Linked DNA regions of Mus musculus: all the other regions are linked to region 3. A link is a contact called in public Hi-C and promoter capture Hi-C data. All regions are on one chromosome and are shown on one strand. Each heading gives the region's core, a stretch centred on a gene start, on an enhancer-like site or on the middle of the called end of the contact. The rest is flanking DNA. Distances are from core to core; before and after follow the strand shown.

Region 1 (2,700 bases), core at 52-2,551, 450 kb after region 3:
GAAAAACCAAACAAAAAAACAGTAGGATGGATGTGTAGCTCACTGGTGGAGTCCTTGCCTGGTGTGTGCTGGGTCCCTTTCCAATCTGCATGTGTGAACACAGGTTTGGCTGTGTTGCCTCCTGAACTCAGTGGCTTTGTATCTGAGGGGGCAGGTCACATATGGCCCCAGCAAACATGGCACTCCAGGAAGTCCCTGCAGTCCTTCTGTCCATGCTTTTCCTGTCACTCTTTATCCCTCTGGAGCCCAGGGAGGACAGGGCTGGAGTGTCTTGCGTGGCTCTCACTCTGTGTTGTCCACCCCTTCGTCGGGTTTCCTAAGGAAAGGAGCGGTTCTTTGTGGGCAGAGCTATCATGGGAGGCCCAAGGCTGCACCTGGGCTGACCACCCACAGGTCGTCAAAGCCAGTGAGTCAGTCTACCAGTTTCTCAACAGAGGGGGGCTTCCTCCTCAGCCCAGCTTCCTCCCCAGCCTCTCCACTCCCACCCTTCCCCTAGTGGAAGCAGCAGGTGGCTGGAGCACTGAGGATCAAGAGACAAATGTACTCCTTCCCCTAGACTAGCAGTCCAGAGCTGCCTCATGCTCTAGCCTTTCCCAGGACTGAGCAAACGGTCCCCAGGTCTGGACCAAGGTCCACACTGGCCTTTATCACATCTGCTCTAGCACCAAGTCTGATGCTTATAGCAGCAGCAGCATCTTTAAATGGGGAAACTGAGGCCCACAGGAGGCTCTTCTCTGAGGTCACAGAAAAAATAAAGAGGAGTAGGTCTCAAGTGTCAGGCCTGCAGTGCTGGGGCCCCTCAGACCTCCTTGTCCCCATTGTCCTGCCCTCTCCCCCCTCCACACACAGTGACTATGATGCTGAGGACATTCTCAGTGTGGCTTTGGCCTGAGATGGATTCGTGTCTCTAGTGTCCTCTGCTGCAACTCAGCCTCAGTTTACTTATTGTGAGCCCTGCTGCAGGCAGTGCCCAGCACCTTTGAAACCAGATAGGATGTTGCCAGCCTGTAACCCTGGAGCTCAGGAGTAGAATCGGGAGGATCAGAAGTTCAAGATCCCCTTCAGGAACATAGCAAGTTCGAGACCAGCCAGGTGTCTGTGAGATCTTGTCTCAAAAACAAAACTCAACTAAAAAAAAAAAAAAAAAAATTGCTCCAAGGAACCTGAGGCAGAGAAGGGATTTCAACCACCCTGGAGAGGATGTCCTAGGTCCCCAGAGACTCCACCCACATCCCTGTCTCCTTCAGGACTGCCTTGGCCCACCCCTCTGAGCAGGATGTGGCTTCTGAATGTAGGTGGGGAAGAGGAAGGCGTGGGGGCAGGGTGCACAGGAATCTACATCCTGGGGACCAGGAGATGGCAACTCCAGGTGTTGGGGGCCCAGCTTCCGGCTCAGGCCTAGGGGAGAAGCCTTGAGCTGCCTCCTGGGATACAGCATCTGGCCCGGAGCCCGGAGCCCAGAGCCCCTCCTAAACCTGGTGCCAGTATTTCCTCTTCCCTTTTGGTTGGGGAGACATCCTGGAGCCAGTGCTCTGGGTCTGGGTCCATAGGCTTGACTCATCCTAAACTGTGCCTCCCGACTACTCTCAAAACCTCCAGGTACCTGGCAAGTGGATGAAGCTGGGTGCTGGGGCTTCACAAAGCATTTACATTGAAACATCGTTGAGCAGCAAAGTTCTTCATGTGTTCAACACCTTTAAGCCAGGTAGGGGAGTTAGCAATAGGGGAAGGGTGGGCTCTAAGGCCATCTAGTCTCTAGCCAGCTAGCACTAAATACGGGGGAGGTCTTGTTTTTGAATCCATAAACCTGTGTTCAACGTAAAAAAAAAAAAAAAAAACTTCAAATCTAGGGAAAATTTTTGCTTGGTTGTTTCTGAAACAGAGTTTCAAGGCTCGAGAGAGGGCTCCACCATTTAAAAAAACAAAACAAAACAAAACAAAACGCTGGCTGCTCTTCCAGAAAACCCAGGTTCAATTCCCAGCACCCACATGGCAGCTCTCACCTATCTGTAACCCCAGTTCCACGGTTTCGGATGCCTTCATACAGACATGCATGCAGAAAAAACACCAGTGCACATAAAATAAAAATGAATTATAAAAAAGAAAAAAAAAAAAGCAACACGTAGTTGGGGATGGCCTTGAAGTTCTGATCCTCTTGACAGCTAGTCATAAGGAGATGTACTGACGGCTAGTCATAGGTGATTCTGGGGAATCAAACCCAGAGTCCTGTGTACGCTAGGCAAACGCTACATAGACAGGGCTCTATTCCCCAGGGCGCTCTAAGGAAAGCTTATGAACAAAACACCGGGTTTGCAGGATATGGCCTGTGGGCCATCAGTGGACCACGTGATCTCCTCCATGGATGCAGCCATGCTCTTCCGGATGAAGAAAATGAGGCAGAGGGGGAACGGCACGCAATGCCCAGAGTGCGAAGCAGTGGATCCTACGCTCAGACCCAGGCCTCCCCACTCCCCAGCCTATAAAACAGAGCACAGCTCTCCCTTCCAGAGCCTAGCTAATTAACAATAACGGGGCCCATCCCAGCCATGGAGGAACCAGGAAGTGCTTCGGGAGCTGCTCCTGATCCTAGCATTGTCCATGGTGCAGAAACAAGGCTGACCGGAACGTGTGCTTCTAAGGAAGGGGTAAATACGTCTTGGCAGGCATCTGCTCTCACTGGCTCAGGAAGAATGCACCAGA
Region 2 (2,700 bases), core at 24-2,523, 400 kb before region 3:
GGATCCCTCTTTCTCGGACTCTGTTTGGTCTGAAATCTGGGTGTTTCTGTCCATTTTCTACATGGCCAGCCCCAGCAGCGCTCTAGGGGGTCTGTGCTGGGGCCCTCCAAAAACCGCACAGCAGTTCCCTGGTAAGAAGTGACTTAAAACCCAGGAGTGCCACCCCAAACTCTGAGCAAGAAGCCCTGCTGCACCCCAGAGGCTGGGGCTCAGGAGAGGTTAGGGACACTGTCTACTGTGATAAAATCTGGAGGAGGAGGGAGGAGGGGGAAGGGAAGGGAGGAGAGGAGTCAGAAGCCCTAAGGAGTGTGTGCGGGGTAGCAAGCACACTGAGCTTTGACCTTTCAAGAATGTCCTTGAAAGCTCAATCCTGCCCACCATCATCCATTGCCATTACTCATGTCCTCTGCTCTTCTCCCTTGAGCCCTGCCCGTGGTCAGACACAGGGCAAGGACCCATTTAGGTGATGTCACGCACTAAATCTATCCACACTGTGCGCACACACCAGGGGCAGCAGGTGCCACTCTGGAATCTGGTCCTTGGCAGAGACCAGTGGAGCTGGGCATTGAAGAATGAGCAAGATTCCGTCTTGAGCCAGAATTGGGCAGGGGAAGGGCATTGGGTTAGCAGGGGCTTGAAAACGTTTATGGGTGGTTAAGCTGGGAGAGGTGTGGTGGCCAGACTGGGACACAGTGAAGCAAGACTGAGAAGGGCTTGTGAACTAAGGGGCCTCTGAATAGAGATGTACGGTCTCAGGGACCCTTCTTGGCATCCGTAATTCCTGTCTTCTAAATGGGATCTGGGCAGGCAACAGGGTGCCAGCTCAGTACTTGCTATTCTGCACAGGGCCACAGATAAAAGGGACATGGCCAGGGTGGTTGTCTGTCTCTGGAAGAAGCCAGGTAGGGTATTTCCATGAGTCTAGAGGGGTGAGTAAGGTAAGCGGCTGAAGCTGGGTACCCCAAGTTCCTTTGGGGAGGGCGTGTTGGGTGATAAGACTAGTTGCTAGGAATTCTGGGAAAGAGCCACATTGCCCACGGGGCCTCGCCAAAGCAAACCAAAGTCGTGCTGGCTCTGCCTTCCTGTGCTGGGGGGCGGGGGGGGGTGTAAAGAGGGGAGGGTGTCTGGCCCTGGGGAACGGGAGGAACCGAGTGGCGGATTTATGTTTCCACTTGATTTCCTCGGTTGTTTTCTAAACGTAGCGGTATCCTGAGGGGCGGGGTGGAGGCGGAGAAGCCACCGGAAGGCGCCATAGCCCCACTGCTGCCTGCCCCACTTCTGCCTGCCTCCCCATGTGACTTGGCTGACGACAGCACTCCGTGGAAGGGCCTAGAGGCTTCCGTCCTGGGCTGCTGGACAAGTGGGTGACGTTGATCAAGGCACTGGGCTCACACGGGCCGCGCCCCGCGTGATCTGTTGTCTCCAGGCAGACTGCCTCACTTGGGGCGATTCTTTGATCCCGTGAGTTAAGAATGACCATGGTGGTGGCTGACTCCGGGTCTCAGGGTCATCCTGGGGGCCAGGTACCTAAACAGGACGGGGGTGTACATTGCTTCCTCTGTCTCTCCAGCTTCCTGGTCCTTCTTCAGCTGTGCCTCAAGCATTTCTCGGCCTCCTGATTGTGGGTCCACCATTCTGGGTCTTGCTCCATTCCAGCTGGGGTCTTTCTTGCCTTCTTGGGTTCCATTTGTGCCACTGCCTCACCGGTGGCTTTGCCTTTTCCACTCCTCCCTGCCTCTCCTACCTCCCCTCTCTCCTCAGGATCACACACACACACACACACACACACACACACACACACACACACACAAGGTTGGTAGGAGACGAGGGCCTGGGCCGGGTTGGGTAGTGGAGGCAGGGAAGGGCTCAAGGAGGCTGGCCTCTCTCCCAATCCTATTTACAATCTCCATTCTTACAGCAGCTGCGAAGCCTGGGACATTGCTCTGAGACTCAGTTTCTCCCTCTGAAAAGTGAGAATAATAATAGTTCCTTCCCTTTAGGATGGAAGCCTGGCCTGTAAGAGTTTTTGATAGTGAATCAGGATAAATCACAGAAACTCGTGTCTCATAACCCCAGGGAAGCAGAGGCTGCAGGCAAGCAGAGCTTTAACAAAATATATTTAAAAAAAAAAAAAAGCCACACTTCTCTATTATTTATTTATTTACTTATTTACTTATTGAGACACAGCCTGACTGAAGTTTCTAATTAATTACTTAAATCTTTTTTTTTTTTTTGCAGTGCTTCCTATATGGCAAGCCAGGGACTGAAACTTACGATTTGACTGGACAATCTATAAGGTACCATAATACAGTCTCCACTTGACTGATGAGAAAATAAAGACCTGGCAAGTCCAGGGCTTGCTCAAAGGAGTGTTTTCCATTCGAATGTAAACAAGAGTCTCACTGCCAGGTCCTCCCTCTTCTGCCACTGTGAGTCCTCACCTCCCTCCCTAATCTCTGACACCCCCCCCCCCCCCACCAGCCTTCCTGTGTGCTGCTGCTATTCTGTCTCCATCTCTCAGGGCATCCAGCTCAGGCCAATGGCAGGAGTCCACCTGCTGGATTGCTGTCTGAATTGTGCACATGCCCAGACCCCTTCCGCTGATTGCATCCACAGGCTTCCTTGCTCTGGCCTTTTGCCTTGACACCATCCTAAGAGCTTGGAGGGCTCCCCACAGATAGACAGGGATGCCAAGACCTG
Region 3 (2,700 bases), core at 179-2,678:
ATAACTTCTGTAAATTGAAAAAAAAATTAGCCAGAACAATATTCAATAACTTAGTTTTAAAAAAAATCCTCGGAAGCTATAGACATGATGGTGTACATTACAATAAAATGTAGTCTGAATAATATTGTCCCTAGTTTATTTTGTTTGTTTCCCCTTTTTGTTTCTGTTAGTTTGTTTTTTTTTTAAAGATTTACTTATTTTTATATATGTGAGTACACTGTTGCTGTCTTCAGGCAGACCAGAAGAGGGCATCCGATCCCATTACAGATGGTTATGAGCCACCATGTGGGTGCTGGGAATTGAACTCAGGACTTTTCCAGTGCTCTTAACCACTGAGCCATCTCTCCAGACACTTTTTTTTTTTTTTTTGAGACAGTGTTTCTCTGTGTAGCCCTGGCTGACCTCAAGTTTCCTCATTTAATGTCAAAGTCAAGTGTGGGGTGCCAGCACAAAGGAAACAAACTAGTAAGGTGGCGAATAGTTGGGTACAAAAAGAGGACAGTATTTAGTAGGCTCTTTTGGAATACTGGGGTTTGTTTGTTTTTTCAGTCTTGAGTGAAGGTTTTGCCTGTAGCCTTGACTGTCCTGAAACTCCTTAAGTAGAACAGACTGACTTCGAGTTTGCAAGTAATTTCCTGCCTCTACCTTCTCTGTCTGTGTGTGTGTTTAACTTCTACATAGCTTGGAACTCTTTGATTCTCCTGCCTCCACCTCCCCAGTTCTGGAACTACAGACATGCATCACCTTGCCCATCTCTTAACTATTAGCATGATTTCTCTAAATACCAGACTCTTCTTCCTGAGGAACAACGCAGATCGATCGCCTAATCGCCTCTCCTTTGGCTGTCAGATCTACTGGCCCTGCCTGCCTCTGCTGGCATCACTTCCACCACGACCCTGGGATCAGAAGCTGGTGCCCAGTCTCGGTCTCAGAGGCCTGGCGGCGAGCAGCGGGGCAACGAGAAGGCGGTCAGGGGCCCGTGAGCCCTGGCGCGAGGCTCTGTCGCCCCCCACCCCAGGCCTCCATTTTCCAGGCCCGACCTAGTTCCCTCATAATGCAAGAAGGGGGCCTTAAGGCTTGGGTCAGACTTGATTTACAGGAGGTTTGGCCATGTCTCGGAATCCCTCCACGCCTCAGAGCCTGGGCGGAAGGTGACAGACACCAAGCCAAGTCCAATAAGCGACCAAAAAATTACCACAGAAAGGGCGCGGAGAGGAAAGCTTTCTCAACGCGTCGAGTTTTCCTCAGATTTTTCCCGCGCTTCCTCTTTCCGCCACTCACCCCGACTCGAACCCACAGCCTCCCCGAGAATTTTCAAGGCGACACCCGCTCCGGCTTTCCCGTCCGGTCCAGAATTCTAACGCCGACCCAGAACGCGGAGGCCGGCAGCCCGCCCTGTCGTCGAACAGCTCCGGGCTTGGCGCCAAATGAGGGCCGCGGGAGCAAGCCCCCTTGATGGGCGGGGCCTGGGGCTGTAGGCGGGGCTCGGGCTGTAGGCGGGGCCCAGTGTGTGTGGGCGGGGCTCAGGTTGTGGGGGTGGGGCTCGAGGTTAGCTAGAGAACCTGAGCAGGCAAGGAAAGGCTCCCTGCGGGTCATCGGTAAATGTAGCACAAAGGAGAGCGGAGGGTGGGGCAGGGGCCCTAGTGAGGGCTGCTGGGAGGATGCGGGAGTGGGGGGTCTTCGGGTCTCCGAGGTTAGCGAGGGCAGTGGTGGAACATGGACTCTGAGGAGAGAGGTTTGGGTATGAGAAGAGAGTCTGGGCATCCCTTGGGCGAAGGGAGTTGCTGAGTCACGGGGAGAGCCTTGGCCGCTGACAAGGACAGGAGATGACGACCTTGGACTGTGAGGAGGTCGAACATGGGGGTCCCTTTCCTCCTGCCTGGGGCCGCTTTCACTCCAAGGTTTTCATACCTAGCTGGGTAACCCAGCCTTCCCATCCCCCCTTCTCTCCTGACTCTGCATTTGCGGTCCTCTCTTCTGGGATGGAGAGTAATTTTTTTTTTCTCCCTAACGTGGTTCTAAATGGTCTACAGAAACACACGAGGTTTTAGTTCTGTTTATAGAAACCCCGGGCCAGCCATGATGCCAGCAAGGCCTCTCTCTAAACTGTTTCCTTTTCCCCTTAGATGGAAACTGACAGTTCAGAGTCATGAAAAACTTGAAAGACCACCTGCAGAGGTTGCTTTAAGTGTCTTAGATGACCCACCAATACGGGCGACCTCTATATTCTTTTTGAACCTTTTAAATGGAATAAATTCCAAAACAGTTGACATTTTGAAGGACAGACCTATCTCCCGTGGATAGTTTTTTAAAAGGCTATAGCTTTTCAAAATGCTTACTTTACAGAATCATTGCCCGTCTTCTCGAATGGAAATTGTTCACTTGAAAAGGAACCCAAGGCGAGTGTGGTGGCGCACTCGGGAGGCAGAGGCAGGCAGATTTCTGAGTTTGAGGCCAGCCTGGTCTACAAAGTGAGTTCCAGGACAGCCAGGGCTACACAGAAACACTGTCTCGAAAAACCAAAAAAGAAACCCAATAGCGATGGCAGGCTCTCCTTCTGAATCCACCGAAAATACAGTAACTTTTGAGCAACTCGCTAGAAGACATCAACAGTATACCGGAGAGCTACCAAAGAGCGCAGCAAGACGATTTAGGGAAATCTAACATATGTCGTTTGCTGTAGTGACAGCTGGGAGCAAG

The links. Promoter capture Hi-C pulls out the DNA fragments that hold promoters and counts their contacts. A called contact is a pair of places that touch in the nucleus more often than the background predicts.
Region 1: a promoter capture Hi-C map of pre-B cells shows a contact between it and region 3, with 3 times the contacts expected there. The contact joins the enhancer-like site here to the promoter of Dmc1 in region 3. A contact is called at or near these places in 7 of 39 promoter capture datasets (embryonic stem cells, hippocampal neurons, liver and 2 more).
Region 2: a Hi-C map of bone marrow-derived macrophages shows a contact between it and region 3, with 18 read pairs. The contact joins the enhancer-like site here to the promoter of Dmc1 in region 3. A contact is called at or near these places in 10 of 39 promoter capture datasets (the 3T3-L1 cell line, 3T3-L1-derived adipocytes, the C10 cell line and 4 more), 2 of 484 Hi-C or Micro-C datasets (bone marrow-derived macrophages and regulatory T cells), 4 of 115 datasets of contacts at active chromatin or transcription factors (embryonic basal ganglia and embryonic stem cells) and 2 of 9 other capture datasets (embryonic trunk and pancreatic islet).

The regions. Positions count from the first base shown.
Region 1 is chr15:80,048,965-80,051,664 of GRCm38.p6, forward strand. No RefSeq gene overlaps it. Among named protein-coding and RNA genes, the nearest start is that of Gm41362, 9.4 kb to the right of the region's middle. Within about 2 kb of position 1,302, at least 29 of the 459 cell types and tissues checked have an H3K27ac peak or open chromatin away from gene starts, as enhancers often do. A contact at or near this core is called in pre-B cells, where this site is marked.
Region 2 is chr15:79,207,953-79,210,652 of GRCm38.p6, forward strand. It overlaps Gm10863 (predicted gene 10863), which reads left to right. Exons shown (of 5, transcript NR_029470.1): 3 at 2,001-2,093; 4 at 2,239-2,297. Among named protein-coding and RNA genes, the nearest start is that of Gm52189, 15 kb to the right of the region's middle. Within about 2 kb of position 1,274, at least 116 of the 459 cell types and tissues checked have an H3K27ac peak or open chromatin away from gene starts, as enhancers often do. A contact at or near this core is called in bone marrow-derived macrophages, embryonic stem cells and regulatory T cells, where this site is marked.
Region 3 is chr15:79,603,681-79,606,380 of GRCm38.p6, forward strand. It overlaps Dmc1 (DNA meiotic recombinase 1), which reads right to left and starts at 1,429. Exons shown (of 14, transcript NM_010059.3): 1 at 1,282-1,429.